2 separate regions of the Sander lucioperca genome follow, and region 1 is linked to region 2. The links are chromatin contacts, called in public Hi-C maps. All regions are on one chromosome and are shown on one strand. The core of a region is the stretch at or near the end of the contact, and the rest is flanking DNA. Distances in the headings are between cores, read along the strand shown.

Region 1 (5,139 bases), core at 2,067-4,566, 130 kb after region 2:
GTGAGAAAGGAACAAAGACGATGACTGCTGATAAATAAATATAAATATACCTGCTGGAGTGGTACAAAAATAATATTTATCACATCGTTCAATGTTGTTTTCTACTTCCTGGCAAGCAAATTGGTCTTTTTGTTTGAGCAACACATGTACCCTGTCATGAATTGTATTGGTTTAAAATTGCTTGAGGCTGGTGTTTTGGCTACAGCTGAGGGCATAAATCATAAATGGTGGTCACTCTGTCTTGAGAGATGGTAGATGAATGGTCCATCTTTGCCTTGTTGCATTCCTGCATGCAAATTCTGATTAATGCTTGTCCAATTAATTTGTTTTCTTGGTGGTGGTACCGCGTTGTGTAACTACACACTTCCTTGCACATCAAGGTCACATTAAGTTCAGCCAACCTGTTGCTTCAGCAGCTGTAAAATGCACAACAGCTGAATACAGACGTGAGGACAGACAAAATATACATTACATTCATTCTGATGACAGAATGACTGAGACTACATTCTGTAAACTGTCTTTATAGTGCTTCTTCTAATTGAAGAGGTAAACTTGCGCTGGCTTTTTATTAGGGGAAACTACATTTCCTTAGGGCAACGAAAAAACCATGCTCATTTCAGTCTTTTTGTCCAAATGATTCAGCCAGTGCTGAGGATTTCAAACAAGCTCTCATAATGATGTGTTGGATTTGAAGGCACAATGTGTAAGGATGTGGAAGAATTTATTGAGTGCTAAAGGCATTCAACGGGGTGCATCAGGTGCAATAAGACACAGAAAAGCATACAAGAAGACATGGCTGTACATTTTAATACAACACTCCTCAAGGCACAGCAAGGGATCCTGCCACTTAAGTGCTGTGAATGGTTTGCCAAAACAAAAAGTTGTGTTTAGGCACAAGATTAAGAATGGTTACATTTTTTAAGTTAGGCTGTTGAGAAACTCACATATATAGTTAAGAAGAAAGCTTCTGAATTTTACAACATCTTTGACATGTTTTTTGGAATTTGTTAAAAGTGGTGATATTGAAGAGGCATTAGAAATGTGAAGTTACAGTGAAAATGAATAATCTATTGTGAGAAATGTGTGCTGTACTTTGTTCAATGTTTGTTATTCTTATTTTATTTTATTTATTTATCTGTTTGTTTTATTTATTTATTTACTTAATTTTATTTTCATTGTAAATCTATGTATTTTTTAATTTTATGTTTAGCTATTTATTCATTTTCAAGTTATATATATATATTTATATTATTATTATTATTATACTGCCTTATGTTCAATTTGGGGAAAGGTTCAGTTAGGTAGGTTACAATGTGTTAATTGTATAAAATCAATAAATATATGTTAAAAAAGATTACATACAAAGGTAAAGATGGTAAGGATTTGGAAGGGTCCACAACATATAGATATAAAACACAAGAAATTACATTTTATATCTATGGTCCACAATCTCTGTCCACAGCTACAATCGTAACGTTTGGGTTTAAATGAAGTTGGCTTGAAATAAAAGGGACTTGGCAGTAGCCTATTTCTCCCTCTCTCTCTTTGTTTGATGGACTTTTCTATTGTAAATATAGATTTTAAAATGGAATAAATGTTTAGTTTGAATTTGTTTTGCTTTGCTTCAGCTTAAATAGGGTTAAAAAAATACTTTCTGATTTAAAAAATCATTTACTGCAGTGGATTGCTGATGTATTCAGTTCCAATTTCATCTATGAAAATGAACAGAGAACATTCCTTGGTCTCCCTGCTGTATAAACTGAATACTGGATGGCGGCTCTCCAGACCGGAGTCTTTACAAATTTGCCTACCTTGGCTCGGAGCCACACTTGTGTAACATACCGTACACACTGTGAAGGCAGCAGCATCACAAGCAGACAAAACTTGGCCTTCCGTACATCCTGGTGTCAAATAGGCCTGCATCACTTGTTAATTAAAAATGGCAGTGTCCTGGGAGTCTTTTCTTTTGCAAATCACCTCCCAGCCAGGGTAAATATTTCAGTTACTTTCAAATTAATATGGAGCAACAACAGTAAACCATCTGTACCTGTTATATTAAATATTGGCAATGTGTATTTGTATCTTTGATTTGCGTATTTTTGCATTTCATGAGCAGGGTCGTAGCCTTCATTGGACACAGAGGTGGTGTCATTCATAGTTTTAGGACAACAAAAGATAAAAGATTTAGTATTTTCCCATCAGAATGTTAGTCCTAAGTGTGAGGAAGTCTTTGAATCGTAGGCCTACATCTTCACGTTAAGAAGAAATACATAAAACATATAACAGCTAATTAAACAAATACAATATGTTTTTGGTGGACAAGGGAAACTTGGACTCACGTGACCTCAGTATATCTAAAATCCCTGCTACAGTCCTGATCATGAATTATTTTTTCTTGCCTTAATTTAGCCAAAACACATTTTTTTAACCACCAGGCCTCTTTAATGCAAAACATATTTTCCTTTCAAGTCTTATGCCTCATATGACCCTTATTATTTATATCAAATTGCAGACCGAGGCCACTCAGGTAGAATTAGCACGGCAGACCATAGATATTCAGCAGGGCATGTTGGCGTATAACAATACCTGAATATAGACTATATTGCACCCTCTTCTGGAATAAAAAGAGTATAGCAATGCAACATTTAGACGACAAGAATAGCAGTAACTAAGCTCTAGATTCTGTTGCGTTATTCTATTTCCCTCCAAGAGAGACAACATAACAGCTGGTCTATTTAATGCATTTTCTATTAAACTAATTTTACACATCTAACTGTTTTATCAAAATAAACTGTAGCTACAGTTATTTCAGAATACATCCTAATTTTGCTTAAAGTTTAGATGAAGCCATTTCACATACATTACTGTTAAGAATTTTACACAAGGTATTTTATACAGAAAGCTATGTCTACAATTAAAACCCGTCTACAATTTTACCCCAACGTTTATTTAAAAAAGAAAATTAAAATATACAACATTTTAGACATGTACTCAACATAATGATACAGATAAACAGAAATCTGGCTTTAAATAAATACTTAAAAATGAATAGAAACAAAACTTAAAATGGGGATAAATAAATGGTCAATGAAATTATAGGATAATTTTTGATATTTTGCATTTATGTAAGTAAAATTGACCAAATATAACCAATAAGTTTGAATTCAATGTTATATTTCTCATGTTCAAAGTAACAATTTCTATTTTTACACTCAATTCATGTCATTCAATCCAAAAAGCAATTGAACGTATGCAATGATAATATAAATGTGTTACAGATTTTGGAGCCTGGGATGACGATGAAAGCCGAAAGCGGATTTGTCCTGTCGCTCCTTCGATGACGTCCTTCCGGCTTCACCGTAACAACACGTGTACGGTGTACAGTTTCGAGCTGAAGGGAATAACATCAACTAAACCTCAGCTTTCAGACACCTTCGTGTCTTCTCTTCATTTTTTTCTCCGGTGAAGGCTCAGCCGACTAAGCGGTCAAAATGGTGAAGCCTCTGTTCAAGGGGAAAAGCTCGATAAACACCTCGTCGTCCAGCAGCAACCCCGGTGAGCTAATATGTCTATGGTTTGTTTACAGCTAATGCTAATTGTTGCTAGCATGGTGATATTATGCTCTGCTAAATACATGTATGGGTTATTTACCTTTGTTAAATTAAACTAGTCAGTGGCATTAAGTGTGCAATGTGTGAAAATAAAACTATTAACTCGGAAAGACTTAACTAAAACCTTTAGCTAACGCTAGTGCTAGTAACGTTAGGCCTTTTAAATTTGACACTGAAGTAATGTCCAACTTTGAGGGAAGGGTTTGTGTCAAGTGGAAGTGTTTAGGCTCATTGTTCTTAAAGTCTGGAAACAGTTGCTGTTATTAATTGGTCATAGGATGTCTACTGAAGTAACTGATGTTCCTTGAAAAGCAACGTGTGTTGAGCAAATTAATTGTTAAATTAACTGTATTTCACAGATCGAGCCAAGGGTGCTGGTGGTAACAACATGAGGGACCGAGCCACTATCAAACGTCTGAATATGTACAGACAAAAGAAGAGATGGTAATTAATGATACAGATTTGCATTATCCTAATGAGATGCTGATTGGCAGATTTGTGTCAGAGAAAAAGAACAATACGTGCTATGTTCACACTGGCACTGATCTTCTGTTTTCAGTAATAACCGTGGTCAAGTCATCAGACCTCTACAGTTCCAGTCCACGGTGGCTCCAGGGACTGTAGCCAGAGTGGAACCAAACATCAAATGGTTTGGTAAGTGCTCTTCCTTACCTGTGTATATGTTGGGTATGTAGCAGTGATCGGCTGTGGTGGTTGTCAGTGTATTATATTTTCTCTGTCTGTCTTTGTGGAAGGGAACCACATTACTAAATGTGGTGCTTTTGCATACTTGCACAGTTTTGAGAGGGCGGTGCTGTTGGGGACAGTGCAGATAATTTGGGTAACACTTGCTTCTTCATGTGTTACGGATGAATGAGTTCATGTTTGGTTAAAAGTAAGTCAATATTGAACACATGGATTTTTCCTGCATAGAATTTAAAGGTGTCTGGGTTTTTAATGTTCTGATTCCACCTTTATTAAAAACTGACGATGTTGGCAACATTAAAGCCTATTTCAAGGGAGCTGCGTTAAAATCATCACTGCCAACTGTGGCTATTAAGAAAGATGATACAATAGATATGGGCTATTCAAGTATAAAACAATACTATCATTACTATATCACTAGCAAGAGTTATGTAGATTTATCAGCTTTGATGGTGGACAGAATGCAGAACAATCACTGCATGAGAAAGGGTCTGATGGTGGACAAGAGGGCTTGTCACACATGAAAAATGAGATCTAGCACGTAATTCAAATACAATGCAGTCACATTTTACAAAGTCAGCAAACACCCTCAACTTTATCCACGATTTTTCCATCTGTGGCATCAAATCGAAAAATGCATACTCACGTTACTTCTCAGATGGTTATTCAACACTACTCACTAGTTGTCTCCATTTTGTGTTAGCAGCAACAATAGCTTAGTGTTCTGTTACGGCAATATAACATACACTGGGTTAGACAAACAGCATTTTAGGAACATATACGGCGGAAATATATAGGTGCACTGTACATTTTTAATTCAAAC
Region 2 (5,166 bases), core at 261-2,760:
ATCCCCACGCAATATAAACACCGACCTTAAGCATGCGAGGCTCTACAGCTCCCTGGATGCTCTTTGTCTCCAGAGTTTTCAGAGTTGGCCTGTTGAATACTCTGCCCACCAGCTCAGGAGCTGTGTTGAGGTGGTTTGCCAGCTCAAATGACTGCACTGAGGAGACACAGTAAAACTTCCATTAAAACGTTTCCCCCCCCCCCCGGGTCACCTAATAACTACTAATAGCCCACAAAGACATTCATATTTACCTTCGGTCTTGGAATCCACAAAGAATGTATGCTTGTTTTTTTGTTTGCTGTCTGCCTCCAGAAGATGGAGCTCTCCTTTCAGCCTCTCAATTTTCTGAAAGCAAATGATGAACACGCAAAGATTTACAGGGTGTAACAAGAGAAGCCCTATGTGGGGAGGATTCATTTTACAGTGGGAGGTTAGGTAATGGCACAAACGCAGCGTATAATCAAGTCCATTTTTGTCGTGCTCTTTTATTCTAAATTTAAAAGATGTCAAATGATGTTAAATTAAATCAGTCAGGCACCAGAGGTGCTCCGTGCATGATCTATTACAGGAAAAATAACCGTACCTTAGCCTCTGCGACCCTTTTCATCTCTACATATTTGATATCCTGCGTCCTCATGACTTTCTTCTGCTCCTCTGTCACCTCCACCTCCTCATTGGCTTTTTTCGCCACGTGAACTCCATCCTGTCAACATGCCACAAAATAAGCCATACTTAATCAATTAAACAGCCAGAGATCAGATGAGAGGATTTACACAGGGTTACTCATTTTCTTGTACTGATGATAACACATATCTCACCTGCAGCTGAGAGTTGATCATGTTGTAGTAAAACTCATCTGGGTTCTTATCCAGAGCTTTCTTTCGCAGAGCAGCAAGAGTGTTTTGTTTCTTGTGGTAATCACTATAAAACAAACAAAGTAAGCAATTACAAGACTTTTTCCTCAACCATGTCCAAAGCTTGGAAACATGGAACATGTCTCCTAAACTGAATTCAACTCACTCTGCACGAAGTTTGTAGTCTTTCTTCTTCTCCAGCAATCCCAAATGTTTCCTGAAACCAGGCTGGTCGAACAAAATGACACAGTTTAGACAAGTTAAACACACTCGGTATCAATATTTATTACATATCATCACATTTACTAGATTGAGACTATGTGGACATCTCAAACGTGTCACTATGCAGGGGCATTTCATAACATAGCAGCAAGTTAGCTAGCTAGCTAACAAGCTAGCCAGCAAAACACTGAAATGCTCACCTGAGATCTTTCATGGTGGTTTCTCTGTCGGGATTTCAACGCTTTCCTGAACGAAGACATTCTGAAAAATGTCCTCGAGCGTAATAATACAGACTAGTTTAGTCAAAGCAGGTATACGTAGGGCTTTTTAGAGAAACCTCACTGCTGCTTCGGGTCTAGTGCTTTCCTGTTAGCTAAACATGTGGGTTCCGGGATGGTGGTGCAGAACGTTTTCATTTCTCTACCGCAGATTCACCACTCAACTCACATTAAAAACATCACAGTAAAAAAAAGAAATTCGGACAATTTACTAATATTAAAATATCCCGTAATTATTATTTGTCATTTGACAAGAAACGGAAACAAAATTAATTATTTTGTCTCTATATAATAAAATGCTGTGAATTTCATGCTACGTGTAACAAACAGTAGGTGGTGCTGTTGTACGCTGCTGTATGAGCCTTTTATAGTGGAATCATAGTAGAAGTATTATGCAGCTGTGGAAAGTAACTAAGTACATTAACCCAAGTATTAAAGTATTTGTACTTTACTTGAGTGTTTCCGCACGATGGTACTTTTTACTCACACTACACATTTCACAGGGGAAAGCTGTACTTTTTTAGTCTACGTCACTTCATTGACTGAGTGGCTGCTATGGTTAGCCTACTATTTACTTTGCATATTAAGATTGTAAAAACAAAACAGATGGTCAGTTTGTAAAATATTAAACATTGCTATGGATTTAACTACTCCAGAGCATTTAAAGGACTAGTAGTTAAAATTTGTGTACTTCTTGTTAAGTAAGGGTTTCAATGTAGGACCTTTTCTTGTGCCTTAACTTGGATTTTTTTTTAAATGTTGTTGTAACTTGTATGCGACTTTCACCTTAAGGCTCTGAATACTTATACCACCATTATGTGAATTAATCATTTTAAAATTAATAAATGGATGGAAATCCAATAACATTTGAACAACTTAATCCTCCACTTTCTTTAATAATGTTTCTTATCTAATAACCTCATGTAGTATAAGTTCAAAGCCCTGCAATATTTAATTTGGCTTGAAATATTCAAGACCACAAATGTTGCATTAGGGTTTACTGGCGAAGGGAAATGGGATTAATTATATCCTTTCAAGTAGAAGACCAATGTAATTGGTATCTGCCATTTAGAAGTTGTATACAAGCCAGGCCTGGCACAGGATCCACTTAGAACAAGTGAGGGCCATCACAGTGCTGCTGACTTCTGACTATGTTTTGGCTGCACTGTTCATAGACCAAATTCTGTTGGTCATTATAATGAGGGCCTGTGTTTGCCAGAGCATACAGTTAACACTAATTGGTAACAAGTTTATGTTTTTCCAACATGGACATTTATTGCATGTTTCCATTGGGGTTCCAGACCCCTGTTTTGATTTATGTCCAGACCAATAGACCTAACAGAAATTACATAGAAACTCTGTAATATTCCTTAACATTCTCACACATTTTTTCTCTCCATTTTGAGAGGGAAAAAGTGCTGCAGGAACTTGGACGATGAGGGGGTCATCACTGTACTCTGGGGGAAAAGACTATCCACTTCCTGACATGATATTTTGGGTAATGGGTAGACAAAGACAAAGCCGCAATGGCACCAGTCTTCTAATCTCACCCAGACTCCCAACCCTTTGTGGATGTGAGAAGAAGCCTTTAGGACAGAGAGAGATATTCCACTAAACAACCATTCCCCCAGCTCACTATCCCCTCACCAACCGCAAGGAATTTGTTTTATATGTGTGAGATTTGTCCGGCATGCAGAATGTTTTAGGGGTGATTAGACCTATGAATGGGATCAGTGTTTCCACATTATGTCACAGGCTTGTTTATCACTTATCAGGCTAATGCCCCCGGTTCCTGTGAAGGTCTCAGCCCAAGGCCCGACCCACTCACCCACTAACGTGTTTAACTGGGCAAACTCAGACGGCAGCCGGGAATTACGGGCAGAACGTCTGCATTCTGACTTACTTGGCTCCTTGCTGTTTAATTCACGGTAGTATTTATCATTACAAGTGAAATGCCTGGTGAGCCTCGACAGGGGTAAATACTACTTTGGAAATCAGGGGCTTGTAACAAGCTGATGCAAGAGCAGGAGGACAAGAGGTTGTGGGTTTGTTCAGGGTCAGCAATGAAGGAATGCCCTTGTGGGGCAGATGCAGATCCGTTTGGTTTTCTAATATGACCCTGTAAAAATAACACTGCTGACATATTGTAAGACTGCTGCACTTGGGCTGAGCTCAGGGCTTTGGTATGTCTCCCCTGACCATGTTGGTCCTCTTCTGCAGCAAGGCGCCAGGCCAGCCCAGTTGAAAAATGCATGAGCCAGAAGTTCCTTTCTTCGTGATTATTAAGTTGCATGTCTTAAAATTAACCCAAGGCAGCAAAACAACATCAGACAGATTTACCAGTTTGCCTGTTAAATAAGTCATTGATGGTAGTGGAGGAACTTATTTTAAGTACAATCGAGGTACTACTACTTTAATCATTTCCATTTTCTGCTACTTTATACTTGTACGCCACTACATTTCAGATGGAAATATTGTACTTTTTAGACAGATACACGTAATAATTACTTTTTAGATTAAATATTACATTAAGAAACTAAATATACAATACAATGCATTTTCAAAGATTACACCAGGGATTCACAACCTCTTTGCTTGTGACCCCTAGACAAGCAGTGTCTAGTTGGGGCCCAAAAAGAGATTTGCTCTCTAAACCTCTCAGATGGTTTAATTTAAATAACCTCCAAATATTCCCATGTACTTCTACCTCAGACATACAGTAGGTGCACTCCTGGGTGGGATTCTCACCATAACCACAAACTCTTGTAAAACACAAATTGTTTACAATTAAGCACCAATACGGTGCATATTTTCCCTGCTTGAGTTGTGTATATTGTAGCATGACTTGTTTTATATTCTAGACAATCACATCAGTGAAGAGAGGAGAAGTGGATGGGTTTAGATGAGGCAAAACATACTTCATGTGTTCTGTAAAAAAAATATTATCGCCAAGATCATCCAAAGGATCTGTTTGTGATGTTTTGTGCATCATGCCACAATTTCCACTCGCCATCATTTATGTGGTGAAAACAGACAAATACTGTTACAAGTCATACTTACATTTTGTTGGGACTTTTAACAATTTAATTGTCTCATTAGTCTGTTGCTCAGGGTGATTATGCTCATTAGAGTTAATTTTACTCAAGTGTTCCAAAACCACACATCCAGGAAAAGAAGTTTAAAATTTAACTTGAATTTCTTTTATGTCATCTGAGACATCATTATCACTGTTCACACAAATTGAATTGTATTGTATTCTTCACCTAGGGTAGAAAATATCTTAAATAGAGTTAGGTTTGATTAGCAAAAAATGTTGACATGTTTTTTCCTTTCATGTGTTCTCTTCAGTGTAATCTTTCACACTTTGGACTCATTACTTTCATTAGTTATCCCTTAACCTAACCTTTTAACTTGGTTTTCAAAACGAAAAACAGAGAGATGTTAATGGTAAAATGAGCTACCCTTAACCCTTTTACAAAGAAAGAAACAGGGAGTCATCAAGCCATTTGCCCCATGATGAATTGACAGGCATATATCCTCTAATTTGTTGCATGCAGCCTGACAGGACCACGCCTCAGAGTGCAAAATTAGAATTTATAATTAAGGGGTTGTGGGGAATACAGGGGTCAGGTCACTCTGTCAGTTGTCACAGGACCATTAAAAACAAGAGGAACATATTTGGACAGTTGTCTGAAAAGTTCTTCTGTGTTTAATGAGATATTTTGTGTGTAACACTTTGCAGCTGCTTTTGCATTTCCAAAAACATAACAGAAAATGTACATAATATCGTTTTCCTGCTTTTTATTTAGAGT

Evidence for each region. Hi-C and Micro-C count contacts between places; a contact is called where the count stands out from the background.
Region 1: a contact with region 2 is called in a Hi-C map of liver, with 3 times the contacts expected there. The contact joins the promoter of gnl2 here to the promoter of utp11 in region 2. A contact is called at or near these places in 2 of 2 Hi-C or Micro-C datasets (liver and muscle).

What each region holds. Positions count from the first base shown.
Region 1 is chr10:16,766,987-16,772,125 of SLUC_FBN_1.2, forward strand. gnl2 (nucleolar GTP-binding protein 2) reads left to right here and starts at 3,317. Exons shown (of 16, transcript XM_036006152.1): 1 at 3,317-3,555; 2 at 3,971-4,055; 3 at 4,171-4,265. The coding sequence starts at 3,492. LOC118496049 (a long non-coding RNA gene) reads right to left here. Exons shown (of 3, transcript XR_004898520.1): 2 at 4,993-4,995.
Region 2 is chr10:16,638,217-16,643,382 of SLUC_FBN_1.2, forward strand. It overlaps utp11 (probable U3 small nucleolar RNA-associated protein 11), which reads right to left and starts at 1,511. Exons shown (of 8, transcript XM_031314726.2): 1 at 1,277-1,511; 2 at 1,021-1,082; 3 at 819-921; 4 at 584-703; 5 at 252-345; 6 at 26-156. The coding sequence starts at 1,336.